2 separate regions of the Gossypium hirsutum genome follow, and region 1 is linked to region 2. Evidence: chromatin contacts called from public Hi-C data. All regions are on one chromosome and are shown on one strand. Each heading gives the region's core, a stretch centred on a gene start, on an enhancer-like site or on the middle of the called end of the contact. The rest is flanking DNA. Distances are from core to core; before and after follow the strand shown. Region 1 has its middle 9.4 kb from the start of LOC121223593. Region 2 has its middle 6.5 kb from the start of LOC121223575.

Region 1 (6,804 bases), core at 3,742-6,241, 88 kb before region 2:
CAATTTTAGATTTAATTATTCTAATTGACAAGACAATCATTTTAAGTTATCAAATACTAACCATATATTTAACAAATCTGAACAATCGTAATTTAAAAAGAAGATGTGTAAATACTAAAAAATAAAGAAGAATTAAGTACAAATTAAATCTCATGAATTTATAGATTTAAACTTCTATAAATTTTTTACTAGAAAAGGGAGTATAGAAATCCATAAAGGCAAAGAACGCAATAAAAAATAAAAGAGTTATAATGCTAGAAATTAGCAAAAGGTCCCTAATTTTATCTCCAAATATCCTATTTATATTGTCTAATTAACCTATATTAGGTTAGAAGAGCTTGCTCGAAGTTGTAGAACTCATAAAGGACCAAAATACCCCTAAAAGTTGAATAAACTGTAGACAGAATATGCATGCTAGCACTGGGATTTGCGTAGGGGCACCGATTGAGAGATTGGGCTTCAATGTTTGGTGTGCAAGGGCGCCGACGGAGTATCATGCAATCACACGTTGGGGCACTCGGCTTGTTTTCCATGCTCCATTTCTTTGCCTACAGTCCTCAGACTCAAACCTTAAGCTCTCATGAACCTAATCCAAGTTACAAAATAATCAATTAATTATCAAATACTAAAATCATATAAAAATCAAACATAATTAAATAAAAAACTTTTAAAAAAAAATATTAAATAAAAACTTAAACAAATGCAAATGGGACATTAATCATACTAAGTAAACTAAGATGCAACATTTCCCTTAAGAACCAAACAAAATGCTAAACATAAGGGCCTAAAATATACATAATATAATTTTATCTTTTAAATTATTTATATAATATGTTTTAATAAAATGATATATTTAAAAAAACTACCCCTAAAATAACTACATCATTTAAAACCTATTCTTAAAAAAAAGTATAATAATAAATTTAATCCTTAATGTTTACATTATTATTTATTTGAGTACCATTATTGTTTTTTGAGTTAAATTTGTCTCTCAACCTTTTAAAAAATGTTGAATTTAACCATCAATCTTTTAAGAGGAGTTAAAATCATTTTCTTAATGGAAATATTGACTAAAGTACTAAAGTTTTAAGCATGGTAGTCCGTGTAACAATCCACGATTTCACGTGCATGTCATGCTAAACTTTTTGATTTTTTTATTATAAATATTTTAAATTTAAATTTTAAAATATTTTTAATATAACATATAAGACAAAATAATACCACATCAGCATGAAGCATATTCAGATAGACACGAAAGTTACCACGCCAACATTTTTTAAAAAATGTTTTGATCAGCAAGCAAGCGATATGCTTATTTTTAAAAAATTAATGACTAAATTTAACTTAAAAAATTTAGATTGATTTAACAAAAAAATATAAATATTAAAAACAAAATTAGTCATTACGAATTAAAAAAAATTATCATTACCTTTTAAAAACTATAGCATTACTTTCTTCTTAAAAAAAAAACATGTCATTAATTTAAATAATAAAAAAACAGATACTATTTTTTATATATATTTTTCTTTCTTTCACATGGTGTGAAAAATATATATATATTTATGGTGCAAATTATAAAGTGTGACTAAACAATCTTTGACTAGCTTCCATTCATAATTTTTATTTCTTTTTGAAAGGAACTTCCATTCATAATTGATATATAAACAAACGATAACTAAGGAATATAAAATTAAAAGAAAGGTGTATGATGATTATAATTAAAATTAGAATTAGAATTAAAGTCAAATCACATAGTCCATTGAATTTGATGTGCAAGTTTTGCCTTTAATGGTGATCACCTACTCTCAGTAACCATCATATACTGGCAACAATTTGGAATTGCAAATACAACCATTTCTGTTCAACCATAGGTCTGTTTCACATGTATAGATATCAAATTAGGATTACAGTGGTTGGTCATGGTTCATTCCATTGTGTAAGAGATAATATGGATTTTTAAGAGAGAAAAGTATTTGAGAATGTGTGAGAGAGGGGGATATTCTAAAGTCTAGATCTTAGGGAATTTTATAAAGCATGTGCAAATTTAGGGGTTAGTATTTAAATATTATTTTGATAAAAATAAAGTTAAAATAATTGTAATATCTAAATATAAATAGTATCTAAATATTTATAAAGGGTGTTAATGGCCCTTCTCGAGGTGCCATATGTTAGTCTTTTGTTGGTTCCATATTCTCTAAAGCTTAACCGCCCTATTGATATCATTTTCTCTTAACTATTGGTTATCTTATCAAGAGATATAACAATAAGATAGAAGGTCCCTAGTTTTGGTTGACAGGATTTGATTATCGTAGGTCTCTAATTTACAGAATACTCTACGAGGTTGGTGGGATTGCGAGATGTAAGAATCATATTATTGAATGAATCACATTGAATATAGTTAAGTTGGCTGAAAAATGAATGCTGCAGGGCTTTTGAACCATAAAAAAGGCCAGCATTCAATGTGGGAGAAACTAAATTTTTTAAGACAATCGACCAACGAATACTTTCACTATTCTGCTTTCGTTTTTGTTTTGACAGTGAAGAAAGAAACAAGAAGCAGACAATGACCCAACGTTTGATGAAATCATGTGATTTATCTTATGGGAAATAGGATTGAGAAAAATCATTGATTGGTCCTTACTTATTACAAAAACACACACACTAAGCTTGATGGTCCCATCACATCCCCTCCTTAGCCATATATGGTCGTCCTTTAATTTTGTCCTAGACTTTGCCTTTCTTTTTTGGTTGATATTGGCCTTACATTTTACACAAGGTTGTGTTCTTTTGTCTTTATAAAAACAAAACTATCGTTTTGCACAAATATTGTTTAGCATTTCTATATATTGGCATACATTTTGAGATGAAAACATCATAAAATATTTCAAATTTAAAATCATGGTTTGATTATCTAAATAAAAATAATAATTATGATTTTAAGGTTTAAAATACTGTATATATCCATATCGTCAAAGTTTTTTTTGTGATGTTATAGTTTTTAAAATCCAAGATAAAATATTAAAATTATATACAAACTTCGGTTTAATGAGTAATTTTATACATGAACTTTAATTTGGTGCAATTATATACATAAAACTCGGATTGTGGTTCAAATATATACACAAAACTTTAACTTTGATTTAGTTATGCATTTTTAAATAAATAAATATATCGATTTGTTTGTATATTTGATAAATATAATTATTTTTATATGCAATATGTAAACATAAAATAGTATTATATCGATAATTGTGTTAATATTTTGTGGAAATTAAATTAAATCAAAATTTCATGTATAGAATTGCATAAAATCAAAGTTTATGTATAACATTGCACATTTGACCAAAGTTCATGTGTAGCTTTGAGATTTATCCCTATATAAAAATAACTTTATTTTTAATAATGTTACATTATATGATTCACCAAATAGATATATATACGCTTAGACTTGTCAATGTCGACTCAACCCCTAAAATTCAACTCAATTAATTTGAATCATTCTAACTCATTTTGATCATAAAAAAAGTCAATAACTCCAACATGTCCAACTTAAACCCAAAATAACCCGAACAAGTAAACTTAAAATAATTAAAACTTGAAATGACCTAACTCAAAAAACTTGATCAAAAAACTCAAATGACCTGAACTTGAAATAATACCAAAGCACATATAATTCCTAAGCATTATTTTATTTAAGAATCAGGTCATAAATGTGTATGTAATCAAATATTGTTCACATGATGGAGTTTGGATTTAAGGAGTTAAAATGGTTGGTTTTAGTTCCATTACCTTTGCGTGACAAATATGCTTTTATATAATAATTTGTTCAATGTTGTTGGTAACTTGGGGTTTAGTTAAACATGATTTGCTGTCCCTCCAGATCATTGCATGGCACACATGTTGCAAGGTGTATTGATCTTATAATATTTCAGTTGCTTCATTGCTACTACGGCCTAATGTGACCATAATATTAGCAATGAAGTGGAAGATAAGGTCTGCTTTTGTGTGTTTTAGATAATTATTTGTAGTGATTGCTTGCCAATTTTCAACTCATTTTCTTGTATCTATCTTGTGTCACCATGACATAGCAATGGATAAAAATAGAATAGCTTTTGGAGCAAAGGGATATTAAGAAATTAAACTAGCTTTTTAATCAGGTCCGTTTTTGGGGTCATCTGAAGGTGCGGCCGCTCAGGGTCTCAAATTTTTTTTTAACTTTTAGGGGCTAATTTTATTTTTACTAATTTTTAAAGGACTTAAAATTTTTTCTCTAACTTTTAAGTAATCTAAAACTCTATTTTATTATTTTACCTAGGGTCCAAAAATGTTAAGAACGGTACTATTATAACAATGTTCTGTAAAAAGGCTAAGGGTGAGTTGGGAAGGGCTTATCATCCTTTAACCTAAATATCCTTCTCTTTTCTTGTTTGTTTCTCCATTTCTTCAAAATCAAATTTTAGGTCTGTTTTGCCCAAATGAGTCGGCTAGTTAGTATAAGATACAAAAATTGGAGTGAGTTTATTGGCCCGTTTGGTCCACAAGCAATGAGCCCCCCTTTTCAAATGAGTTTATTTAGTGTGATGGGTCATGTAGGGTTGGTTCATACCCAAGTTTATTTTTGGATGGACTCAATGTATCCAAAAAGTTCATTTAACTATTTTAAAAAATAATAAGATATTAAAAATTATATTTTTTAAGTTATATATTTTTATAATTAAATTTAAATTTTAAAAATATATTTTATTATTCAAATTGAATTCGGGTCAGAGTAACCGAATTTAAAATATAAAAATCATTATTCAAGTCCAACCCTTATCAGACCGGGACTATTGAGTAAATTATTTAGCCCTTAGATAAATCTATCAATAAGTAGTGAGTTTAAAATACAGAATTTAGAAAAAATTTATTGGCACATTTGGTCCATATGCAATTATGGGCTCGTTAAAAGAGTGACTAAAGGAACTCAATCCAATAATCATGCAGTGAACACAAACCATTCTTACCAATAAACCAGTGCCAACTTCGGTTAAATGTGGGCCTTTTACGTTATTAGTATAAACTTTTATCTCTAATATGATTAAGCAATTCATCGCTTTTATCTTCTGGATCAAATTAATGTATTCATCATCAGTAGTAGTATCTGTTTTCTTCATTATGGATGCATTTCGAAAAGATAAACGAATAATCATGAAATGTAATTCATGCCTTTTGAGTAGTAATCAAACTTCTAACCTCTTTGTCTTTCCTATTACAATATTATGTTGAAACCACATTTATTCCTCCTTAATTAAAAAGTTCAGTTACCCCATAAAAAAAGGTAGAGCTTCGTCTTCTCTCTTCCCATATTTGAAGAAACACTCTTTCATCCCCACACAAAAAATGTTTTGGTCTTTTTCCTTGAAAGAAAAAGTTCGCTCTTTTGTTCGTTTCTTTTTTGAAAATTCCGAAGACATAGATTTCTCTTGTTTTCAACTACAAAACTTAATATACGAAAGTTTTCATTTTTTTTCTTCCTCTCAATTTCTGATAGTATCATATAAAATTTATCAAGTTTTAATATTAATGTGGACAAAAAAATTCAGGGACCAAATTGAAAAATTACAAAATTCAAGAATTTTATAGTACTTTATACCTAAATTTTCTTTTTTCTATTCTCAACTTTCAGCTCAGTTATGCAAATAGACATGTAAAAGTTACTCATGGGCCTTGCAAAAAGAATCACTAATATATTGGGCTATCCTTGGGCCAATGCTAACGCAGAAGATAGTCAACTACAAGTGCACATTGTAAAGGTTTTATCTAAAAGTTCAATTAAGCCCATTCTTCGTATCGAAGAATGAACTTTCCATTGATCTCATGATATCAAATGTCTTCAGCATAGGTTTTTATGTTTTAGGACTGACAAAATGATGGAGATTGCTCTAAGTTTCTGCCTACATATTGTTAATTTTCAATGACATTGTCTATCTGCATAGGCAGAATCACGTTGCTATGATGTTGTCAATTCTTATAAACAAATGAATAAAGTACTAGGAATTTTTTTAATAAACCATTGGATCATTCAATAATGACCTCAAAGATTTTTAGGAGATTGCTTTAGGTGAAAGTCAAAGTTTTTGTTGAAATGTGATTATTAGGTGATACTTCTTTCCAAAGCCTTTTTCTTGGATTGGAGGGTAAAAGCATATAACTATTCATATGCTCAAAAGAATCTAATACATCTTGATTGCATCCTGATCTTTGGATAGTGATGCCAAGAAAATGTTGGCGTGATTGGTGCCCTTATTATCAAAGAAACTGAAATTTGAATCTTAGCTGTTTAATCATCTTTCCCTATTCTTAATGCACGATTGGCCAACTAGTTTTAATTTGCACGATGCATTTTTTATGTAGAGATTACCTAGGACTATGATTTACTTTTTCTATTCCAAATTGAGGATACTAGTGCCAAAAGGAAACAATTTCCACTAATGATGGTGGGGTGAGTGGCACAAAGTTCGGTGCCTTTTAAATAAAGTTTTGAGTTGAAGTTTTGTGGATTGAAAAAATAGAGCCAAAAAGAATTTTACCCCAATTTAAAAGTTCAATCTAACTTGATTCTAAATTTAATTGTATCAAAACAATGTTGATAAAGTAATTACCCTCTAATTCCAATCATGGATTGATTTTTGGTTGAACAACGATGATCTTTTTAGGTATACATGTTTGACTTTGGCATAGTTGGGAAGGCAATGCTGCTATTATTAGGGACCATGCTATTAGATATTATATTAGATTAAAGCTTGGAGGGCACTTCCTAGTGTT
Region 2 (6,679 bases), core at 3,535-6,034:
GTGGAGTGCACAAAGAAAATTAATATTATTTCTTCTTTCTTACTTTTCCCCACCATCAAGGGAAATAGAAAAATAAACATATGAATGTAATGCCAAAAAGAGAATAGGGGAACTTTTGGGGAAAAAAAGTGATAAAGGTGATTAGTTTTTCCTCCTACATGAATGTAAACTTAAAAGTTGTTTTATATTACTTCGTATTTTTTTAATAATTTAATAATTTAATTTTAATATTTTATTATCTATTGAGGTAGATTTTATACAGTTTAGAATAAATTTAGAATTTTAACTATTTGTTTTAAATAAAAAAATTCAACCATTAAATATATATTAATATAGACAATTTTTTATATCGATATGGTATATATATCGGATTGATTAAAAAAAATTAATATATGACAAGTATAAATATCTTGATAAATTTAATGGTTTGATTATTAAAATATAAATTATTTTTAAAAAAAATTATGGAAATGTGTAAAATCACTTCATATTTAAGTCAATATAAGTTGCTGGTTTCCATTATATAATGTCTATTTTCTTTAGTTAAAAATTCATAATTGTGAAAAAGCTTTGGTTTATAGTTGTTCCAATTTAATGTTTAGATTGTTAGAATTGAAACATATAACAATTTGTGATAAAGTGAAGTAAGGAGCAAAGTAATGAGAGAATAAAGATTAACACGCAATATTTATTAACGCGGTTCATATTCATCAATCTTACTCTATGGAGCTTCCCTCAAAGAATGATTATATTCAATAATTGAACAAATCACCTATTTGCTCCAGCCCAAGCTACTATTGTAAAAATTGATATTGCAACCCCATTATTGAACCCAATTATTGGAATCACTCTTCAAGTAATAACTAAAGAGAGTTTCAAACTAAGCAACAAAGAATACAAAATAAAGCAATCGAACAAGACACTTAAAAACCCCTCATTGGAGTTGCTGACTATGCTGCCTATTTATAATCATCTTTAAGTTCTCACCACGACACGGTGTGACTGGATGGATGGACTATTGTAGTCCTATTTGGTGTGATTGGCTGGATGGAGTTGGTGTGTAGCGGATGGAAGTAGGATCTGTGATTGCATCTGTATCAAAATTTGCATTTGCATTTGTATCTGAATTTGATTATGTGTCAGAATCTTAATTTGCATCTCATCTGTATCCGATTATGAAATACATCTCATTTTGTATAAGAGAATCAGTTTGAGATTTTTTATTATGAAAATATGATATTCCGATCTAACATATGTTTCTGGCAATTGTACATTATAAGTAAAACTTTTGTGATGGTTTTTACATTTGTGTTTGTTATAAGTATATACTGTTTGTGGGCCAAGTCACACACTAAGCTTCCAGCTCATCCGTTTGTTTAATACGTTTCAGGTGACCTTCAGACTTAGGACTTGGCGGCGATTCCGGAACTCGGTTCACACAATTTGTTAGAAGAACATTTTGGATTTTTATTTTGAAATTTACGGTCTTTCAAATTTTAATTTGTTTGGGAACGTTACATTTTTTTTGGTATTTGTTTTCGCGGACGTGTTATTTATAACTTGTAAACACACCCGAGGCGACATAACTGATGAAACCCTAAGATCTTAAGCGATAAGAATTTTAAAGTTTTTTCTAGTTGTAAAGTTTTGAAATTAATTACAACGTTATACAACTCAATTGATTAAACGTTCAGGATTGTTTTTATAAAATTAATAAAACAAGGTTTGTGTTAAAGTGTTCAGATACAATCTTCTGAATACTTGTGTTGCGATTAATTAAATAACTTTACTACTCTGAAAATAAAACTAAGTTTTCACGTAAGTTAATTGGCAATGTTTTTACGAACGTTGTGACCTTGATAATCCGACTTAACATCTAGGCTAGGTTTGGGGTGTTACAATTTTACATTTTATTCAATTTAATCCTAATATACAAAGCTGTCAATTATGCTTTACAATTTAGTCTTTTTCTTAAACTAAGCTTAATTTCTATCAAATTAACACCTAGAACTTTCGATTCTCAACAATGAAAACATTCTAAAAATTTAATAGTTTTACAAGTTACTACATGGCAAGCTAAATCAAATTCCTATGACCTCAAAATATAAAATTACAAGAAAAGAACTTGAATTACTTACCTAATGTAGGGTCGAATGTATGTTGTAAACATGGAGTTTTTCTCCTTTTGTTTTAAGTGATGGACGGTAGAGAAGATGAAGTTTCATCTTTCCATCCACGATTTGCTATTTATACTAGGTTTACTCCTTAACTAAACTTAATTAAATTAGTTAATTAAATTAGTTTACTTAATTAATTTATCATCATTATAGCGTCCATTAAGTCTTATTTTAACATGGCCTAATTTTCATTTTGGACCTTTGGTTAATTGTAATTTGGGTCCCCAAACCATTTTTAATTAAAAATCTATAGCAATTAAACTTGTACAATTTAGTCCCTGAACCTTAACTAATCACTAATTCGACTAAATTATTTATCTAAAATTCAATTCATCAATACCCTAACTCCGTGATTATCCTTATTTTACGGACTTAGTTTACGGATATAAGATTTCAAAATTGTATTTTTTTGACACAACTGGAAACCAGGTCATTACAGAAAACTATTAACAAAAGTGAAATTTGAAAAGCTCGTACAAACATTTTTTATTGAAATAATTACAACTTGGCTATCAGAAAATATGATGTCATCAATGCTGTATTTAATCAAAGTGAATAAGATGGATGAATCTAGGGAATCTAGTAGTCATTTAATTAACATATATACATTAATGTACTTATCTAAGATGCATGAATATAGTAGATCAAGAGTCACATTAAGATGCATGCGTAAAAAAATTAAGTCACTTGTAGCAATTATAAGTGATGAGCCATTGTGAGAATGTAGAAGAAGATTGTAAGAGAATATGACGTGAAAAAATAAAATTGAAATTTCATTTCATCTTGAATATCTCTTCCCTTCACCATCACCATCTCTAGAATTCTCTCCAACAGAGTCAACAATGAAATGAACATAGTAATTATACAAAGTTACAAACACAAAGTCTTAATGAAACCTACTTAATTTAGTGGAAGGCAGGTTCTGAATCCTCTAATTCAATCCCTTCATCAGCAAGTCTCTTATCCTTATACACATACCATTTAGCAAAAATCAAATAAACTGCCAAATTCAAACAACTTAGAATTACCAAAAGCCAATAGAAATTGTAGAGTCTCCCTTGGTTCAAATTGTCTGGCAGCCATGGATGGTTGTTTCGAGTGACCTTGTCAACTATAGTAACCAACAAAGAACTAAGGAAAAACCCTAGTGAAAGTGTACTCAGAAATAAACCCGTACTCATTGTTTTCATCCCTTTTGGACACTCCCTTAAGAAAAAATCAAGTTGACCTATGTATGTAAAGGCTTCACCAGCCCCTACAAACAGAAACTGAGGGACCAACCAAAAGACACTTAATGGGATTGGAGCCGTGGGGTTGTTCGTAAGACCGTTCCTGGTTGCCGCTCTCAACCGCTTTATCTCGGTCAATGCTGCTCCTACCATTGCTATAATGGATAAAACTAAGCCAACGGGGATCCTTTGCAAAGGGGTTAAGCCTTGCGGGTTTTTGAGTACTATTCTAGCGATTGGGACGATAAGCCTATCGTAAATTGGGACCGTCAAGAGAATGGCTCCCACGAAGAACACCGTGAGTGATGCTGGTGGGATTTGAAATTTGCCTATATGACGGTCCATGGTTGTGGCTTGAGACACTGAAAATGTTGACATTTGGGCATAAACGGTCCAAAATATGATAGTGGTTGCCCATATAGGTAACATTCTTAGCACCAATTTCACTTCTTCAACATCTGTTAAAGTAGCTAAAGTTCCATTTATTTGCGTTTATAACAGATGGGTCCTCGATAACTGCCCTATCCAAGAAACTGTACACAATTCGAAACCAATAAAAAAAAAGTAGCCAATAATAATAATAAATTCATTGTCAATTCATATACATGATCCCCCCTGTTTTTTAATTCCTTAAACACCCACATAAATATTTTATGGTATAAAATTTGTTGCCTGTGTTTTGTTTTTCAATTGAATCGAGGACATAAAAAATGACTGTCAGACATGTTTGTCGAATTACATTTCTGGTTTCATAAAATTAACTTTGATTTGAATCTGAGACTAAAAAGGCAAAGATAGAAGAAGCCAAAAACAAATAGAGGGTTGTCTTTGGATTCATGAATTGGACAATTGATATAAATATCTTTGTCCTGAAGTGAGATAGGGTTGCCAAATAAATATAAATACTAGAAAAAATAATATTTTATGTATAATTTTCTTTACAAGTGTTTGATATATAAATTTTATATTTTTAAATATTTTATATATATATATAAATATTCAAAAATAAAATTTAAATTTTTAAGTACATGAAAAAATAGATTAAAAACTTTAAAAATATAAAAAAATATAAAAATAATTTATAAAATCAAAACATAATAAAATTTAGTTTTTTTTGTCTTTATATATAAGCTCTAAAAAATTGCAATAATTTAAAAAATATTTGATACAAAAAAGTATAACAAAATTTTAAAAATTGAAAAGGGGATTGAATTATGAAAAATAAAAAAGAATATAAAAATTTATATATTAGAATTTTTTTCAAAATCCAAAAAATATTTTCCTCGCAAAATTTTCAAAATAATTTTCTAATATGAAGCTTGAAAATATTTTTAGGTTAACAGCCAATCAATGCCGGTCAACAAGACTAACTGTTGACTACATTGATCATCATTGACTAGTCATTGGCCAGCATTAACTAGTAGTTGACTGGTGCTAACATGATAGAATTTTGAAGCTTTATATTAAAAAATTATTTTAAAATTTTTAAAAATTATAATTTTTTATTTTGTGAGAAAATAATTTTAAATTTTTTAAAAAATTCTAATATATAAATTATTATATTCTTTTTATTTTTCATAATTTAGTTATTTTTTCAGTTTTTAAATTTATTATTATACTTTTTTTGTAAAAAATATTTTTAAATTATTATAATTTTCTTGAGCTTATCTTTATAGAAAAAAAATATAAATTTTATTATATTTATAAATTATTTTTGAATTATTTTTAGAATTTTAATCTATTTTATAAAGTCTTTTTAATTTTATTTTTTTGAAAATTTTATGTATTTTATATATTTATTTATTGTAATTATAATTTTTATGAATTTAAAAAATAAAGATTAAAGTAAAGGAATGTGTAAACATTTAGGTTAAATTTGTTGATTCTTTTCGAATTAGGACAGACGTGATAAAAAGTGTAAAATATTAAGGGCTAAATATGTTATTATATCAATCAAAAGCTGGCCACGTTATCATTTCGTATGGCGACTAATGCATTTTAATAGTGGAGTGACTAAAATAGAAAATTAACTTAACGGGAGAGACTAAATTAATAAAAAAAATTGGGTGACCAAAATAAAACAATTTGAGTGGTTTACTCTATTTTTTTTAATTAAAATTATTGGGAATTAACATCAATATTTTTTGTCCCATTTCCGTTGATTTATGGTATACTACTTTTTTAAGGTAAACTAATTCCAGATTGAAAATCAATAACCTGTTTTCTAGTCTTTGCGTTGCTTAAGATGCCTTTGGACGCATGGTGGTAGAGAATGGTTGATTCAGGGGCAAAAGTTTGGGAGGTGAAAGTTAAAAAAATTGTTGAAAAAAACTTAAATTGAACATCTCATAATCAAAAGGGACTAAAAGGGATATTATGTTCCTTAGCTAACAAAGCCTAACTTCGCCCTGAGTGGATTAATTGTAATATTTTGTTTAATAATTGTGGGTATCCTCGTTTGATTTACAATTTAATAATAATTTTATTCGGATAAGATGATATTAAGATAAACCTTCGTAATAGTAATGATTTCAAGACTATTAGTTTTAATGGTAGTGTTTAAGTACTGCATTAAAGAGATATTTGTAACCATAAAAAAATATTGGTTTTTGAATAGAAGACTAACCGGAACTGTTTGGTGTGTGGCAATTTTTGCTGCTTCTTCATCATTAATCCCTCAGCTGCATCATCAATATTGAAGAGCGAAGATGGATCCGATGCCAACTTCAAATGCTTCTTCCTCCAAGCAGCTACGAACACTGCAGCAATTTGGGTCAATGGGCTTCCCACTAGTTTCTTAAACCTGTATCGCTTTGTACCCGATAGAAACACCACTAACCCTATCACAATAGCGCAAGCAATAATGCAGTAACCCCAATCACGCCCTAAATTGTCTTGGATGTAAACTAAAATGGTGACTGAACAAAGTGAACCTAAGCTTATGAAGAAAAAGAACCAATTGAAGAAGTTGCTCATCTGGGATCTCTCTTCAGGATCCGTATCATCGAATTGGTCCGACCCGAACCCGGAAACGCTCGATTTTAGACCCCCAGTCCCAAGGGCTGTGAGGTATAGGGCTAAGTAAAGAACAGAGAGTTGTATGCCGCTTGCTGGGGTGCAAATCGTGGTGATATCCTCCCAGTTACACTTTGGTGGCCTTAGGGTTGGGATTATTGTGGAGACTGTTAAGATGGTGACACCCTGCAAACGATTATGCAAATGATTTTCAATTGCTAAGTGAAGATGATGATTTTAAGTCAAAAGGAAAATGAA

Evidence for each region. A called contact is a pair of places that touch in the nucleus more often than the background predicts.
Region 1: a contact with region 2 is called in a Hi-C map of leaf, with 1.9 times the contacts expected there. The contact joins two enhancer-like sites. A contact is called at or near these places in 8 of 34 Hi-C or Micro-C datasets (all in leaf).

Annotation. Positions count from the first base shown.
Region 1 is chrA03:1,976,883-1,983,686 of Gossypium_hirsutum_v2.1, reverse strand. No RefSeq gene overlaps it. Among protein-coding and RNA genes, the nearest start is that of LOC121223593, 9.4 kb to the left of the region's middle. Within about 2 kb of position 4,991, at least 4 of the 9 cell types and tissues checked have an H3K27ac peak or open chromatin away from gene starts, as enhancers often do. A contact at or near this core is called in leaf, where this site is marked.
Region 2 is chrA03:1,888,831-1,895,509 of Gossypium_hirsutum_v2.1, reverse strand. It overlaps the pseudogene LOC121223578. Among protein-coding and RNA genes, the nearest start is that of LOC121223575, 6.5 kb to the right of the region's middle. Within about 2 kb of position 4,784, at least 4 of the 9 cell types and tissues checked have an H3K27ac peak or open chromatin away from gene starts, as enhancers often do. A contact at or near this core is called in leaf, where this site is marked.